Linked DNA regions of Oryctolagus cuniculus: region 2 is linked to region 1. A link is a contact called in public Micro-C data. All regions are on one chromosome and are shown on one strand. The core of a region is the stretch at or near the end of the contact, and the rest is flanking DNA. Distances in the headings are between cores, read along the strand shown. Region 1 has its middle 35 kb from the start of BHLHE40. Region 2 holds the start of BHLHE40 (basic helix-loop-helix family member e40).

Region 1 (7,500 bases), core at 4,219-6,718:
CCTGGCGACTGACCGTCTGGCCTGGAAGCCGATAAAACGGAGCTGGGACAGATAGCATCACGCAGATAATTCTCGCAGGCTCATCTCTGCGGGCCTCAGACAGGCCTCTCCCTCCGGATGAGGCCTCGCAGAAGCTCCTGCGTGAGCCCAACGGGCCGCTGCGTGGGGCAGGCGCTGCCATTGGCTGCTGGAGCGGGCGGTCCGAGGGTCTGCGTGCCGCAGCTGCCTGCAGGCTGCCCGCTTCAGCCCTGTTCTGGGTGCCGTCACGCCAGAGGACATCTGGGGAGCCAGGGGGTGAATCGGCCACCAGGCGGGATGCAGCCCTTGGTCTCTGCTTCCGAGCCTTGGGTCTGATGGGGTGGGGGGTGGGTCTTTCAAAGTGTCCAGGTCTGAGCTGTCATGGTGCTAACGGCAGTGACACTGCAGGTAACCTGCAGCGAGCAACTGTCTCGCTCTCAGCCTGTGCAACGCTGACCCCGCAGACTGCCACACTGCTAACCCATTTCTACAGACGTGGTCACTGAGGGCTGGGAAACTGGGTCACGGCGTGTGGCTTCTTGCCCGTGGTCACAGCTGCTCTTCCAGCTGCCGCGGTATGACCCAGAGCCCAGCTACCTCAACGCACTACGCATAAAAGCCAGGCCTCAGAACAGCGTGGAGCGGTACTCAGCCAGGAAAAGGGAGAAACCACGGTGCTGGGTGCAGAGAGAGGCGAGATGGAAGTGGGCAGACTGTATGAGGTGGCTTACAGAACACAGCTGCACGGTTCCAGAAAACGCCAGCGCCACTCGAGAAAGTGGGACGGAGGGCAGGGCAGTGGTTGTTGGGGGAGGGGTGCCCGGAGGGCATGAGTTAACCTCCCAGGTGAAGGCCACTTGTCTTTTTAAAAATTTTTTAAAAATTTGAGAGACAGTTATAGAGGGAGAGAGAGGGAGAAACAGAGAAAGAGATATTCCATCCGTTCATATGTTTGTTCATGCCCCAGATGGCCACAATGGCCTGAGTTGGGCCGATCTGAAGCCAGGAGCCAGGGCCTTTTTCCAGGTCTCCCCGATGCGTGTAAGGGCCCAAGCACGTGGGCCATCTTCCACTGCTTTCCCAGGCCATAGCAGAGAGCTGGATTGGAAGAGGGGCAGCCAGGACATGAACCAGTGCCCATACAGGATGCCGGCGCTGCAGGCTGAGGCTCAGAGCGCCACACCACAGCTCCAGCCCTGGGCCACTTGTCTGGATTGTGGGGATGGTATCATGGGTACTTATGGTCGTAAAAACTCATCAGAGTGTGTAAATGCCAGTTGCTATATCATGATTGTATCTCACTAAATTTTTTTTATAAAACAATACTATTTTGTATGATTGTGGTGTAGTTTTTAAGGAAAAATTTACTCATCTGTATCCACACATGGGTAGATACATGAGGGAACTTTAAATAGCTTGTGGGAAAATGAGATTAAGAGTATGAGTTTATTTTGGTGCAAAAAAATTTTTAAAGATTTACTTATTTAACTTGAAAGGCAGAGTGACAGAGATAGAGACAGAGAAAGAGATTAATCTTCCATCTACTGGTTCACTTTTCAAATGGCCACTATGACCAGGGCTGGGCCAAGCCAAAGCCAGGAGCCTGGAGCTCCTTCCACGCCTCCCACGTGGGTGGCAGAAGCCGAAGAACTTGGTCTATCGTGTGCAGCTTTCCCAGGCACATTAGCAGGGAGCTGTACCAGAAGTGGAGCAGCCAGGTCTCAGATCAGCACACTGCTATGGGATGCTGGCTTTGCAAATGACAGCTATACCCACTATACCACCACACTGGCCCCACTGGCACATCTTTAAAAATGTTTGTTTGTTTGAGAGGCAGAGGGACCGAGAAGAAGTGATAGACACAGAGAGAAAGCCCCCATCTGCTGGTTCATTCTCCCAATGCTCACAACTGCCAGGGCTGTGCCAGCCCAAAACAAGGAGCCTGGAACCCAACCACTTGAGCCACCACGGCTGCTTCCCAGGGTCCCCATTAGCAGGAGCTGGAGACAGGAATCAGAGCTGGCACTTGAACCATGGACTCTGAAGTAAGAGGTGGAATCTTAACTGCTGGACCAAGTGCCTACCCCAGTGCTGCCAAACTTTTTTAAATCTTTGAATTTTTCAGGAACACGTATTTTTCAGATTATGAAAAAGATTTTTCGTACCAAAATAAATTCACTTTCGTTCCATTTTTCTAGATGTTTTGAAGTACCTGGTATGTGCATATAAATACACATACACACAGTGCATTCTCATGTAGCTGCATGTAGGGAACGGTCCTGTCATACGATTAGCATATAGTGTGTACAGTAAGCACGTGTGTAGGCCTCTGACCACCACCCTCAGCCCTGTGAGATGTGTTCTTAGCGTCTCCCCACCCCAGGGTGCCTGCTCGCCACTGCCCCCAATCTCTCAGGGGACCATGAAGTATCGCTTCTCCTTCCCCTCGCACGCCCTCTCCCACTCCTGGCCTTCTCCCTTGCTGCTTAGCCCCTGTCTGGAACTCTCTCTCCTTCCCTGGGCACCCTGGGGCCTCAGACAAGAGCCCAGGGTGCATCTCCAGACCCCTGGGACTGTCGCTGACGGCGCTTTCCCTCTGTCCCTACGCTGTCACTTGCATGAGGGCGTGGGCTCAGGGTGCTCCCTGAGGTCCTCCTCTGAGTTCTGTCCTTTTTGCCACACAGAGTGAGCCCTTCACGAGGACCCAGACGGAACTGTCCAGCCCTGGAGCGTAAGCCCGGCTGCTGTATCCCAGCCCACCACGATTCTGTGAAGCACAAGGGAGGCACGTTCTCCACTCTGCAGCCAGAACCATGCTCAGAGTGAGTGCTCAAACAACACAGCGCAAAGCATCGCAGGCTGCGCTGTGCACGGTCGTCCAGGCACAGCCAAGCAACCTTGGGCAAAGTCCTTTGTCTGACCGCGTTTTCCTCTCTGCCTGGTGGGGCTGGCAGGATTCCATCACCGCTGTGAGGACTCCGTCAGAGTGTGCTGCCGCACTCCCAGCTCGCCGTAGTGCGCAGCCACAGCTGCTGCTGCTGCCGGCGCACCGCTGGCCCGCGCCCCTGCCTGTGGGGCTCTCTCTGCACCTCTGCCTCGGCAGTGTCCCAGTGTGCAGAGGCCGCAGGGTCACCACCAACTTAAACATGATGCTGAGCGGACAGGTGGCGTGCTGGCATGGCAGGCGGTGGCTTACCCCGCTGCGCCCCATGCAAACCTCAAGTGAAGCCATGAAGCAGTGGCCTTGGGGCAGCCCTGCACAACGGCTCAGCACCTCACCCTGGGGTCTCTGCTGGGGTCTTGCCTACCCCCTGGAAATGTCAAAATCCCCGAAGGCCGCACTGACCTCCCCAGGCAGTGGCTGGGTTGTGGTGGTGTCGTCCTAGCCAATGGCAGGGTCTTATGCCCGTCCCGAGTGCCCCCTGCCCCTCCCTGCAGGGGGCTGGCAGCCTCCGACTGCTGGGCTCCCACGCCAGGTGCTGGAACACAGCCTCCTCTGCTGCTCCCTCAGCGCCTGCACAAACTCCCTGGCCTCCAGGAGGGGCAGTCCCTGCCCCCACCCCTGCCTCAGTAGCCAGAAGCTACTTCCTGTCCCCCTTCCTCAGGCCCCAGCCTCTTCCCAGGTTCCCGCCGCCCACCTCCAGGGCCCGTGTTCTGACCCTGTTTCCCAAACGTCTCTCACTGCCTGCTCCTTTGAACCTGTGGCTGACAACACAGCCGTTCCTCACGCACAACCTTCCCCAGATGCACAACACGGGCGTTCAGTCCGGTGTGGCGGCCACACGTTCAAGTGCAGAACCAGGGCCCCACTGAGCCGGGCAAGGCAGCTCCTGCCACCAGAGGCCACTGGCGTTTGAGTCTGCGCTCCCTTCTGTGGCCCAGGCGGGACGTCAGCCCCCCTTCTGCCCTTCTGTGAGTGGAAAGACCTGGTTAGAAATTCATTTTTCCACTGATGTCAATGCTGCTGTCACTCCGATTTAGACAGCAGAAGCGGCTACAAGTAGTTTGGTTTTAAATATATTTTCCAACCCACGGCAAAAACGCCATGTGTCATATTTACAGTCCTCCCCCCGCCCCCCGCCCCAGCTTTTCATGACAATTGCAGTTCCCACCACTGAGCTACCCACCGGGCGCTCTGCGACCCGGGGATGATGCTCGCTGAGTCAGCAAAGACCTAGCTGGCACCCTGTCTTCATAGAGCAGTTTCCAGCAGCCTGGCCCCTGGCCCCAGTCACAGAGCAGCTTTTTAAGTTCCAGTTAGAAACTTGGTACCTGTGATCCAAGGCAGCCTCTGACACCGTTTTTCTTACATCTCCCAGCTGTTATCAGGGAACCCCGATTTTGCCAACCCCCAGCAGCCATCTGCTTTGCCTTCCCCTGAGGGGGTCCCAGGCCTGCAACAGGACCCAGGGCACAGCGGCGTCTAGGGTGTCCCTAAGACTGTGGCTTGCCTTGTCCAGCAGCTGGTGGGAGCAGTCTCAGCTCCAGCCCAGGCACGGGACCCGCCCTTCTGCAGACTCCCAAGTGATCGACAGCACAGGCAAAGGAGAGCAAGGTCCTGTCCTCAGTGGACCAGCCACAGGGCGAGACCACCACGGGGAGGCCACGTCTCACTCAGCCACGGCCCAGAGCTTCTGGTCTGGCCGGTTATCTCTACGGGTCTTCACCCACTAGAAATCAGCGCCAAAAGATGTAGAACTCCTGCAGAACAATAATCCCGGATGCAGTAACATGCAGTCGTGCCAACAGCTCCATTTTCACAAGCAAGCAAGCCAGGCCTTGCTCTCCACCACCACCACCACCACCACCACCACCGTGTGCTTCCTTCAGCCCCAGCCTGAGGTCTGCCGGCCAAGCTGCTGTGCTGGGGGAGGCCCACTCCGCCTCGGCCCCTCGGGACATGAGGTGACGCCACAGCCCCCTCCCCAAGGGCGGCTCTGGGGCGCACCTGGAAGCGGCGCGGGGCGCGGGGCGGCAGGAGACCTGGCAGGTGCGGGCCCGCCGCGCACCTCTCGCTGCTCCGCGCCGGCCCCGACGCGGTCCTGGGGTGGCTGCGGGACTCCTGGCCCTGTCTGAGGCTCGGTGTCCCCGTCTGCTCTGCGGGGAGAGGACCCTGCCGGCAACCCAGTCCCGCCCTCCCAGGTCTTCCGGAGGGCCCGGGAGCAGTTTAGGAGCCGGCCTCTGCGCTGCCCAGCAGAGGGCGATAGAGACCACCGCGGCGGCGCCAGGAGCGGGGGCGGACTCTGGGGGCGGTGGCACCAGGGACCCCGCACAGCCAGCGCCGTCCCGAGGGCGCAGGGCGCTCGGGCAGGAGCGGCCCTGGTGCGGGCAGACGCATTTCGCCCGGGGCGTGTAGGCGGGAGCCGCCCCGATCTGCCAGCCCCCGCGGGGAGAGCCGGGTGGGGCGGCCGGAAGGGGACAGGACGCAGCCGAGGAGCCCTGCGCCCGTCTGGGCGGCTGCGGGGGTCCCTTAACGGGACGACCCTCCCCACCCACCTCCGTTGCCACGGCGACGGTCGGCGGCCCTGGCGGTGACCCGGGCACTGCCCGCTCGGGAACCCACCGGCTCCCTGGTGCGGCCCGAGGAGCCCACGCGTGCGGACTGCGCCCTGGGGCGCCCTGCACGCCGCCGGATGCGGCTATCCGCGTGCGAAAGCGCCCTTTGCGGGGGGGGGGGGGTTGGCGCTTAAAAAAAACCCTGGGGGGGGGCGGGGGCCGCAGAGCCGAGGCCTGAGGCAGGGCCGCTCCGGTGTGCGCTCAGCGGGGTCTCGCCATCACCTGGTGAGGCTGCAGCGCTCTCCCTCTTACCCAGAATGTGAGACAGCTGCGAAGTGAACCCGGGTCTGACTCCTGAGCCATCACCCTGACCCTGGCCATCACCAGGCAACCTCAGCGGAGTGGCGGCGGCCCCTGCGCCCACTGGCCGTGTCCTCGGGAATTCACGGCATCTGAAAGTACTAGGGAAGGGTCGTTTTCTCTTCGAGGGAGAAAAACGAAGTCAGCAGCGTCAGGGGAGGGGTTCTTGTGGGGCACTCGTGGATTCCCACACCTTCCTTCCCCGGGATGGGATCTCATCCACAGGCACCCCCAGAGGCGGTCAGAATTGGCAGGGCAGCCCCAGCGTACAGGTGAGCGGTTTGAGCCCTGCAGAGAAGCCATGGCCACTGCTGCAGACGGAAGGGGCCAGAGGTCGCCCAGCCACCCTCACAGGAACGCTGCACGTGCCCCAAGAACTTCATTCAGCCTCGGGAAGGTGCAGGTCCGACACCTGCGCGTCCGGGGTGGGATGAGCAGGCTCACAGGATGGTGCAGGACAGAGACCTGGAACAGACCAGGGCTGGGGTGGAGGAGGGCTCCTGGGCCAGCAGAGATGGCTGGGGAATTCGTATCTGACGGGTGCAGGATTTCTGTTTGGGATGACGGACGCCTCAGAATCTGGAGAGACAGGTGTCGAGAGTGGTTTAAGTGGTAAATCTTGTGCGACATGCTTTCCCACGAGGAGAAGAAATTTCTTGGGAACAGAGACACCTGCGAGCCTTCTAAAGCATGGCTACCTTAGCCGGCGGCCATAGCTTGGCGGTGCCCAGGGAGGGGGGTTGCCGGCACTTGAAAGACAGCGTCACACCTGTAAAAATAGCTCCGAATCGTGTGTGTTCACTAAACGCAGGAGACTGGTATTCCCCACAGGTGTTCCAAATGAGCAAGATCTGGCCTGGGCAGGTGAGTCACGTCACCTCGGGGTGGTGCCAGCCCCAGGGCTGGAGGCGGCCAGGTCACCAGCTGCTTAGCTGGAGGTCTTGCTGCTCCGCTGCCAGTTCGGTGGGAGACATTCCTGCAGATGACTCAGCGACTCGGCACCCTCAGCACCGGGGCTTCTGACGGCCCGGCGACCACAGCTGACGCCCGGTGGAGACCCGCAGGCCCAGTCACGGTCTGTCAGTCTGTCGGCCTGTCGGCAGGACGAGGAAGCCGGGCCTCCCGGGGAAGGCAGGCAGGCGGGGGAGCGCGTGCAGCAGGAAGAATGTGAAGTATCTGAGAGGTGGTGGAATGGCTCTTATCTGGTCATCTGCACACAACCCCGGAGCCCAGCGCGGAAAAGGGACACTAAATGCTTGTGGAGTGATTATTCCTCTGGAGGCCCAGATGATGAGTGAAAGAAGCGTATTCTTAGCCTCACTGTCTCTGCTTTTCTCAAAGGGGCGTCAGCAGGCTGGCGCCATGGCTCACTTGGCTAATCCTCCGCCTGCGGCGCTGGCACCCCAGGTTCTAGTCCCGGTTGCTCTTCTTCCAGTCCAGCTCTCTGCTGTGGCCCGGGAAGGCAGTGGAGGATGGCCCAAGTGCTTGGGCCCTGCACCCGCGTGGGAGACCAGGAGAAGCACCTGGCTTCTGGCTTCGGATCAGATCAGCGTGCTGGCCGCAGCACGCTGGCTGTAGCGGCCATTTGTGGGGTGAACCAACAGAAGGAAGACCTTTCTCTCTGTC
Region 2 (7,593 bases), core at 3,053-5,552, 34 kb after region 1:
CCCAGCACACACGCGGGGGCTCGCCGTGCTCACAGACGGGACGAGTTCTGTGTTTTGGGAGGCAGGGAGGAGGGATGGCGAAGCGGTGGGATCCCGTCGGGGGTCAGTCTTTGGTTTCCAGGTTTAAAGGGGGGATCTGCTTCAGAGCTTGTAGTAGGGCGGAAGAGTCGACAGGGTGGGCTGGCAGGGGCGAGGGGAGTCTCTGGGGCAGCAGCAAGGGTGCCGGGAGCTTGTCGGGGTTCACGAAGCTGGAGAGGGCGGCGGCAGAGGCGTTGAGGCCGGGGTACAACACGGGCACGGAGGTGGGGTACCAGCACTTCTCTAGCATGGGCAGGTAGGCGGTTGCCGACGGGGGGATCAGGTAGAAGGGCAGGCAGAAGGGCGGCTGGTGCGGGTGGGGGCCCAGGAACGGGGAGCCCAGGAGGTCCCCGCCCACGAAGGGGCCCTCATCGTCCGATGACGGCAGCAGGCGGCTCTTCTTGGCGGGGGGCTCCTCTGACTCCTGCTTAATGGTGCCGACCCGCTCCGCCGCGGCGAGCCTGCGTCCGTGGTGACCACTCCTCAAGTGCGGCTGCTCCCCGCGCAGGTCGCCCTTCTCCGACTCTCCCCCGTAGCCGCTGTCCGTGTCAGTGTCGCTGCCACTCTGCTCGCCACTCGATGGCGCGAAAGTCCGCTGGATGACGGGTACGCAGTTCTTGCCGGGGCCTTCCGAGCCTCTGGCCAGGGACCCTGGCTTCTCCTTGAAGTCCACGGCTTTGGGAGCCGGGTCTGCCGGCTTCCTAGCGGTCCCGCCCTGCAGCAGCTCGGAGACCACGCGGTGCAGGTGCGCCACGAGCTGCGAGGACCTCAGGTCCCGGCTGTGCTCGTGTTTGGCCAGGTACTGCAGCACCTCCCGGGCACACGTCTGGAAACCCGAGCAGAACATCTCCTGGCCGGCTTCGACAGTCCGCCCCGACAGCTCACCTGGGGGAAAACACCCAGAGGGAGACGTTTCAGAAGGCCCCGGGGTGTCCCGGGGCACCCACGCGCCAACCACCGGGGGCTTTCCTCAGGGTTTAACGCAGCACCTGCTCACGTGGGTTCCCACCTCCCAGAGTAACGTGCTCAAAGGAAAATTACACTAAAAAAAGAATACAGGGGCCAGAGCTGCGGTGCAGCAGGCTAAGCCCCCGCCTGAGGCGCCAGCAGCCCATCCTGGCTGCTGCTCTTCCGATCCAGCTCTCTGCTGTGGCCTGGGAAAGCAGTGCAAGATGGCCCAAATGCTTGGGCCCCTGCACCCACATGGGAGTCCCGGAAGAAGCTCCTAGCTCCTGATCCATTTCGGATAGGCTCTGGCCATTGGGGTCATTTGGGGAGTGAACCAGTGGATGGAAGATCTTTTTCTCTCTCTCTCTCTGTAACTCTACCTCTCAAGTAAATAATAAAAAAAAAAAATCTTAAAAAAAAGAACAGAGTAAAAATGACCCACAATGCTGCCACCCAGAGACACAACGTGATTTTTAATGTCCACAGAACTCCCCATCACAGAAATGGGCCGTGATTAACAGGGCCAGACTACACCTTCTCCGGCTGAGTTGGCAGGTTGTGCCCAAGTTTGCACTGTGACACGGCAGTCAACGTTAGTTTACAAACCTAAGGGCCAGTTTACAGAACGCCAATATCATCGTAGCAAAATGCAGACCAGAGTTACGACAGGAAGCAAAGAACGAAGGCGCACCGTCTCCTACAGGAAGCTGACACCCAACGCAAGCAGCACGCACGTAAACTCAGACTTGGCTCTGAGTCTCCCCATGTATTTTATTCATGCTCCCCCAGGAAGCAGGTGCGTCACTTTTGCATTTGAAGAGATTATAGCCCCTACTGGGTCTGGGGGATTCTTATGATCCCAGCCTCGGAAAGCAAGGCACAGAAGTGCGCCATGAGGGAGTGGGCCCAGGCGGCGTCCCCAGGCCACAGGGTTTGGAAGCAGTCAGACTGGAAGGTTGGAAGGTGACGGATTCTCTGGAAGTCAGTACAAACGAATGATGAAACTGCAGCGGTTTCGTTAGATTGTGCAATATCCCACGATACCTGGTGGCTATTCAAGGAACCACATGAAGCACAAGAAAAACTTCTGCTGTGGCCTGGCCAGGATCACGCCAGGAGGGGGAAGCCAGCAAACAGGCAAACACGGAGGGCATCCCCGTGATCTACTCCCCAGTGAGGGAGACGACGGCGAAACACCCGCCATGCAAATTCTAGGTGTCCTGGCATTTGCAAAGGCACTGGGGGAAATCTCCCGGAACTGGCTCTGAAGCCAAAATGTCACAGAAACATCTTATCACTCGACTGATCCACATGCACGCCGGGCAGCACCCAGCGAGAAGCCTGACCTTTGAGGACAGGGAAGGGGCACACGCAGTTTGCCGCGGGCGTGGGTCCTGCACCCCAGGCTGAGCCCCGGGGGCACTCACCGGCCTGTAGCCCGCTCTGCAGGGCCATGATCTGCTGCTGCTGCTGGTCGATCAGGCTGGTCAGTGCCTTCACGTGCTTCAGGGTCAGCTCCAGCACCACCGCCTTCTCCAAGTGGCCCAAAGTCTGAAATTAAGAGAGGGGTCGGCGGTGAGGGCGCGAAGTCCCCACTCTGGGACATTTACGAGCAGTGGGAAATGTCTCTGAAGGAAGTGAAAGAAAAAAAAAACCTTTCCTCGTTGGCTAAATTTAGTTTTATGGCCGTAGATCGAGGCTTCACAAAGACATCTATCAGTCCACTCACAGCCCCACCATCGGAGCAAAGATCCCACAGCAGAGGCATTCTGGAAGTGGCAGCTACCCGGGACACATTCCCCCAGCAGCCGCAGCTGACCTTAGCGCGGGGGGACCGGCGGATAGCATTTCCCTGCAGCGGTGTCGCCCGGGCAGGGACTCCTGCACCTGGCAGCCAGGACACTTTCGGAGGCTTTTTCCTGACACCCTAGAACCATCCAAGCTTTTCCCTCCCTCCTTTTCCCAACCGAAGGCTGTCGGGCCAGAAGGCTGTTGGCTACGGTCCAGCCGGGACAGGATGGAGAAATCACACAAGTCCCTTTATTTTTAAAAAAAGGCAAAGAAAGGAAAGAAAGTTTAAAGAAAAACAATTTTTTTTGCATGTTGTCCCGTTGCTCCTTTTAGGCAGGAAATATGGAGAACCTTGCAAGTACGCAGCAGGCCGTCTTCAACTTTATAAAAAGTAAGGCCGGCTGGTGTTGGGGGCCCACGTGGGTGGAGAGCTCCGGGAGGGTCTCCCTTCCTCTGCGAGGAGCTGCCAGAAAATCCCAGGGACAGAGCAAGGCGCCCCCCCTCCGCCCGCTCGGAGTCCCCCGGCCAGCTCGGAGTGGGCCTGCGGGCCGCAGTTCCTCGCGGGGCCTGCAGGCGGCGAGTGACCCCCGCCCGCGCCGGGGCAGCGGAGCGCGGCTGGAGAGGCGCCAGCTTCTCGCTTACTGTAAGTTTGAGATGTTCGGGCAGCAGGTCCTTGAGCTGCGCGATGCACTCGTTAATCCGGTCACGTCTCTTTTTCTCGATGAGCCGGTGCGGCAGTTTGTAGGTCTCCTGCGAGGCGCACGGGGGGCGGTGAGTGCGGGGGGCCGGGGTGCGCAGCCCCCCCTGCTCGCCGCTCGGGGACGAGTCGGCGGGCCAGCAGCGCCTCGCCCGGGACCGCCTTCTACCCCGAGCTTCCCACGCCGCTCTGCGGCCGCCCCGCGCCCACCCCTCGCCAGCCCCACAGCCAGAAAACTTTCCCTGGGGAGCCGGGACGCGGGGTCCCCGCGGAGGCGCTCACCTTGCTGTCCTCTCCGCGCTTGATTCCCCGCCTGGACTTGTACACTTGGTACATGTGGGCGAAATCCATCCTGCAGGGAGAGGGACCGGGGTGCGGGGCGGGGGTCGTGACTCGGCCTGAGCGCGGGCTGCCGTTCCACGCTGAACGCGGTGCGGGACGCGCCGCGGCCCGGGGAGGGGAGCGCCTGCTTACCCCGCGAGGTCTCCGTGCTCCAGCCCCGGCGCCTTCGGCAGGCAGGCAGGGGGCGGCTGCGCGCTGGGGATCCGCTCCATGGCGCGGCGAGCCGGGGCCACTGCGCGCTGCTGTCCGGGTGAGGACCGTCCCGGGAGGGGCGAGGGGCGAGGGGCGAGGGGGTCTCTCCGCGGGGCTCCTCCGAGACTGCGCTGCGCTGCTGGGGGCCGCGGCTCGGAGGTGCTGCTTCAGTTGGGGGCGTGCATGGCCGGGGTCTCCGCCGCCGGCTCCGGCTCCGCGCGCTCCCGGTGCGGTCTGCGCCGCGCGAGCCGAGTGAATGAGACGCGGGGCGGGCGGGGAGGCGGCAGGCGGCGGGGGGGCGAGCGCGGAGTAATGGAGAGGCCGCGGGCTGGGTTAAATGGGAGCGAGTGGGTGGGTTGGAGCTACGTGTTCTACCCTGTGACTCCAGGCACGTCTGGCCGCTGCCGGGGAGGGAAGGAGCGCCCTGCCCGCCCTCCCCCGCCGTCGTCACATGAGTCTCACGTGTCGGACAGCGCTCGGCGGCCGCGAGGGAGCCCCCTCCCCCCGGCCCGGCCCTGGCCCCCAGGTGTCCGCGGCTGCGGCCGGCCTTCCGCGAAGAGGGGGCGGCGGCGCGGCCGGGTCGTGCCCGGCCGGGTGGGGGGCGCGCAGGCTAGGAGCGGGGGGAGGGGTTGGCAACGTGGGCGAACCTGCCCCAGGGAAATGAAGTAAGTTCCCGTCTCCTGGGAGGGGACGGGGGAGGGCGGATCCGCCCGCGTCTGACTCAAGCCGGGAGAGGAATATCCCCTCGCTCGCAGCAGCCCGGCCGTCTTCCTCCTCCCCCGCCTGGCCCGCGGCGAGCAGCCGGCGCGCAGCGGCGGGGAGTCGCCCGGCCCCCGGCCCGGGGTTTCTTTCCGTCCCGCGTCCCTGCCCCCACCGCTCGGCGCTGCGTCCAGGAATTGCCCGCCTTGGGGAGGAACCGAGGGCGGGGCGGATGTCACCCCATGGGAAGCTGGCGAGCGGCCAGGCGCGGGGGCAGCCGAGGCCGCCGCCGAGCACGCCGCGCGCACCTGACCCGCGAGGGTGTGAGCCGCGCGCCCCTGGCTGCCCGGGAGCCCCGCTCGGGGCCACGGCCCGCGGGCGCGCACCCCCTGCCTCCGGGGGCCCGCGCCCTGCTGGCCGAGCGCGGAAGGGCCCCCGGCGCGGTGCCCGCCTGCCCTCCCTCCGCGCGCCCCGGTCGCCTCCCTGCCGGCTGTGGCGTTATACAACCGCGGCGGCGGCGGCCCTGGCGCTTCACGTGGCTCAGCGACGACCGCGCCCTGCGCTGGGTCGGGGACCGGGCCGGGACGCGGCGTCCGGGCGCCAGGAGCCTCGCGCAGCCCCCCGGCCCTCGCCGGGAGGTCCCAGCGGCCACTTGGGGAACGCGGCTGCGTGGAGTCCGCTGCCCTGGGCCACGGTCGTGCGGGTGCCCGGAGACGCGTGCGGAGCTTACACCCAAACCCTGCCCTTGACTGTACGGGCACCTGCGGGAAGGGGCCAGGCGGGCGCGCGAGGAGGAAGTTACCTCGGGACCACCCGGGGAGAGGAAAGAGAAAGTCAAGAAGTTATTTCTGTGTTTTTGTTTCATATTTTTAATGCCGGCCAAGTTGCCTGGGAGGAGGAAGCGGCGTGGGCGTGGGGGAGCCGAGCGGCCCCTGGAGCGCGGGGCGGAAAGACCCGCAGCTGCAGTGCGGGGCGCGCAGAGCCGGGGGCGGCCGGCGGAAATTCGTGGCTGCCCGGCGCCGGCGGGGGCGTCCGAGCGGCCTCTGCGCCGCCCCGCGCCGCACGTGGACAGGCGACTGCGCCACTGCCACCCTCGGCAGTCGCAGAGCGGCGCCCCGGGGTCGCCGGCGGCGCGGCCCTGGACAACCTGAAGAGCCGGATGCGTGCGCTGGCTCCGCTGGAGGCGTCCTGCGCTTCCTCCGGGCGGCCCCTGGGGGCTCGCGCTGCCCTGGCCCTGGCGTCCAGCTGGCCAGCGCGTGTGAGAAACGCCTGCTCCCTCCTCCTCTTCCTCCCTCCCCCACCCCCGGCCAAATGCGGCTGAGGGAGCGGGGCAGGCTGGAGCCCCGGGTGCGCGCTCTAGCGTGGCCACTCCGTGCTGCGTGGGAGCCGCGGTCCACCGGGAAAAGCCGCGCCCCGCGCCCGCCGCCGGCTGGTCGCGGTTGCGCCACGTTTTACCCTCACCTGGGCTACAGGTGCGAGCACCAGGACGCACATGCGCACTCCTCCTGGCTTCCAAGTGTGCTCGCCAGCTGCAGGACTGCCCCATCCTGCCCAGATTCTACCGTGTCCATGTTAGGAGAGCCTGCTCTGCGCACAGCTCACGGCTGCTTTCAGAATCAACCCAGAAGAGTCCCTGCGCCGTGGGGCCGCGTCCCGCTGGCCGCTTCTGTGGTCAGCTGTTGGGTGCTGACTTTGGACTGGCTGTCAGAGGGGAGCTGAGAACTCCGCGTGTGGCTGTTCGCTTACTGCTCCGCCGCTCTTGACGGAAGGCGCTAGCATGAGCTCCATTTACCCGATCTGGGTCCTGGAGGGGGCATTACGCACCCTCCCCGGGAAATCGCTGCTTAGGGAGTTACGTAATCTGCCCCGGCTGCAGTAGTGTGGGACGAGATATGGGGCAAAACCCCACGATCGCTGGACTCCAAACCTGGCTCTCCTGAACCCTTTCTGTGGGTGCCTGGTGGAGTTGTATGGGTCCTGCACGGCTCAGCTCCTGGGGGCGCCCTTGGCTTTGCAGCCTCTGTGAGAGCGCCCCCTGGAGGTGTGCAGTGCAACCCTGCGCGCTGCGCTGGGTGGGCATTGCCGCCCTGTTGTAGCCATCTGCTCTGGGTTGTCTTCTCAGCTTGGAGATAAAGTCGTTTGGCTCAAAGAAGGGTGGGTTTTACTTTTCCTGGAGGGGCTCTTGCGAGGCCGATGCTGTGTGTGGGGAAGGGTGCGCTACGGGAGGTGCGGCCGGAAGTGCCACTGCTTGCTCAGGGATCTCTGTTTCCCTTTTATGGAATCGCAAACATTGTAATCACAGCTCACAGTGAGGAGTACAGTTTACAGTGTGACAACACACGCACTAAGAACAGTGGAGCGCCAGGTGGCTGAGGCGTGGCCCCACCACTGCCCCCTCTCTCCTATGCTCCCGAGGAATCTCTGCTAGCTTTACAGCCAAGTCGGACTGCGGGGGAGAAGGCGGTCCAGAGCTCTCCAGGCAAACATTTCTCAAACCAGTGCTTCCCCTTGGTGCGTGCGTCCCGACCTTCAGGTTGGAAGGACGGTTCTCTGGTCCTGACTGGCTTCACAACACAGCAGTAGGTCCTGAGCCACCCCACAGCAGGAATGGAGTTGGAGTTTGGGCTTGCCCCCCAGCATTGAAGCCCCTCAAATCGGCGAGGAAAGCGTGCATGGAGCCCACTGGGCCTGCCGGGTCGGTGGCTGTGTGAAGGCTGTGCGACTGCGTGCCCTTTGTTCCACACGTAGAGGCATCCTCTTCTTTGCTTCTTAGAAATGATAGCTGTGCCTCCTTGTTCTACAGAGAGAAACACCCAGACCTGAAATGTTTGGTTTCTGAGTGTAGC

Evidence for each region. Hi-C and Micro-C count contacts between places; a contact is called where the count stands out from the background.
Region 2: a Micro-C map of ear pinna shows a contact between it and region 1, with 6 times the contacts expected there. The contact joins the promoter of BHLHE40 here to the enhancer-like site in region 1. A contact is called at or near these places in 5 of 6 Hi-C or Micro-C datasets (ear pinna, liver, psoas muscle and 2 more).

The regions. Positions count from the first base shown.
Region 1 is chr10:120,775,208-120,782,707 of mOryCun1.1, forward strand. No RefSeq gene overlaps it. Among named protein-coding and RNA genes, the nearest start is that of BHLHE40, 35 kb to the right of the region's middle. Within about 2 kb of position 5,469, at least 3 of the 8 cell types and tissues checked have an H3K27ac peak or open chromatin away from gene starts, as enhancers often do. A contact at or near this core is called in ear pinna, where this site is marked.
Region 2 is chr10:120,810,087-120,817,679 of mOryCun1.1, forward strand. It overlaps BHLHE40 (basic helix-loop-helix family member e40), which reads right to left and starts at 4,303. Exons shown (of 5, transcript XM_051831914.2): 1 at 3,989-4,303; 2 at 3,797-3,866; 3 at 3,460-3,567; 4 at 2,454-2,577; 5 at 1-963. The coding sequence starts at 4,068. The coding sequence ends at 104. It overlaps LOC138843991 (a long non-coding RNA gene), which reads left to right and starts at 3,463. Exons shown (of 2, transcript XR_011379285.1): 1 at 3,463-3,588.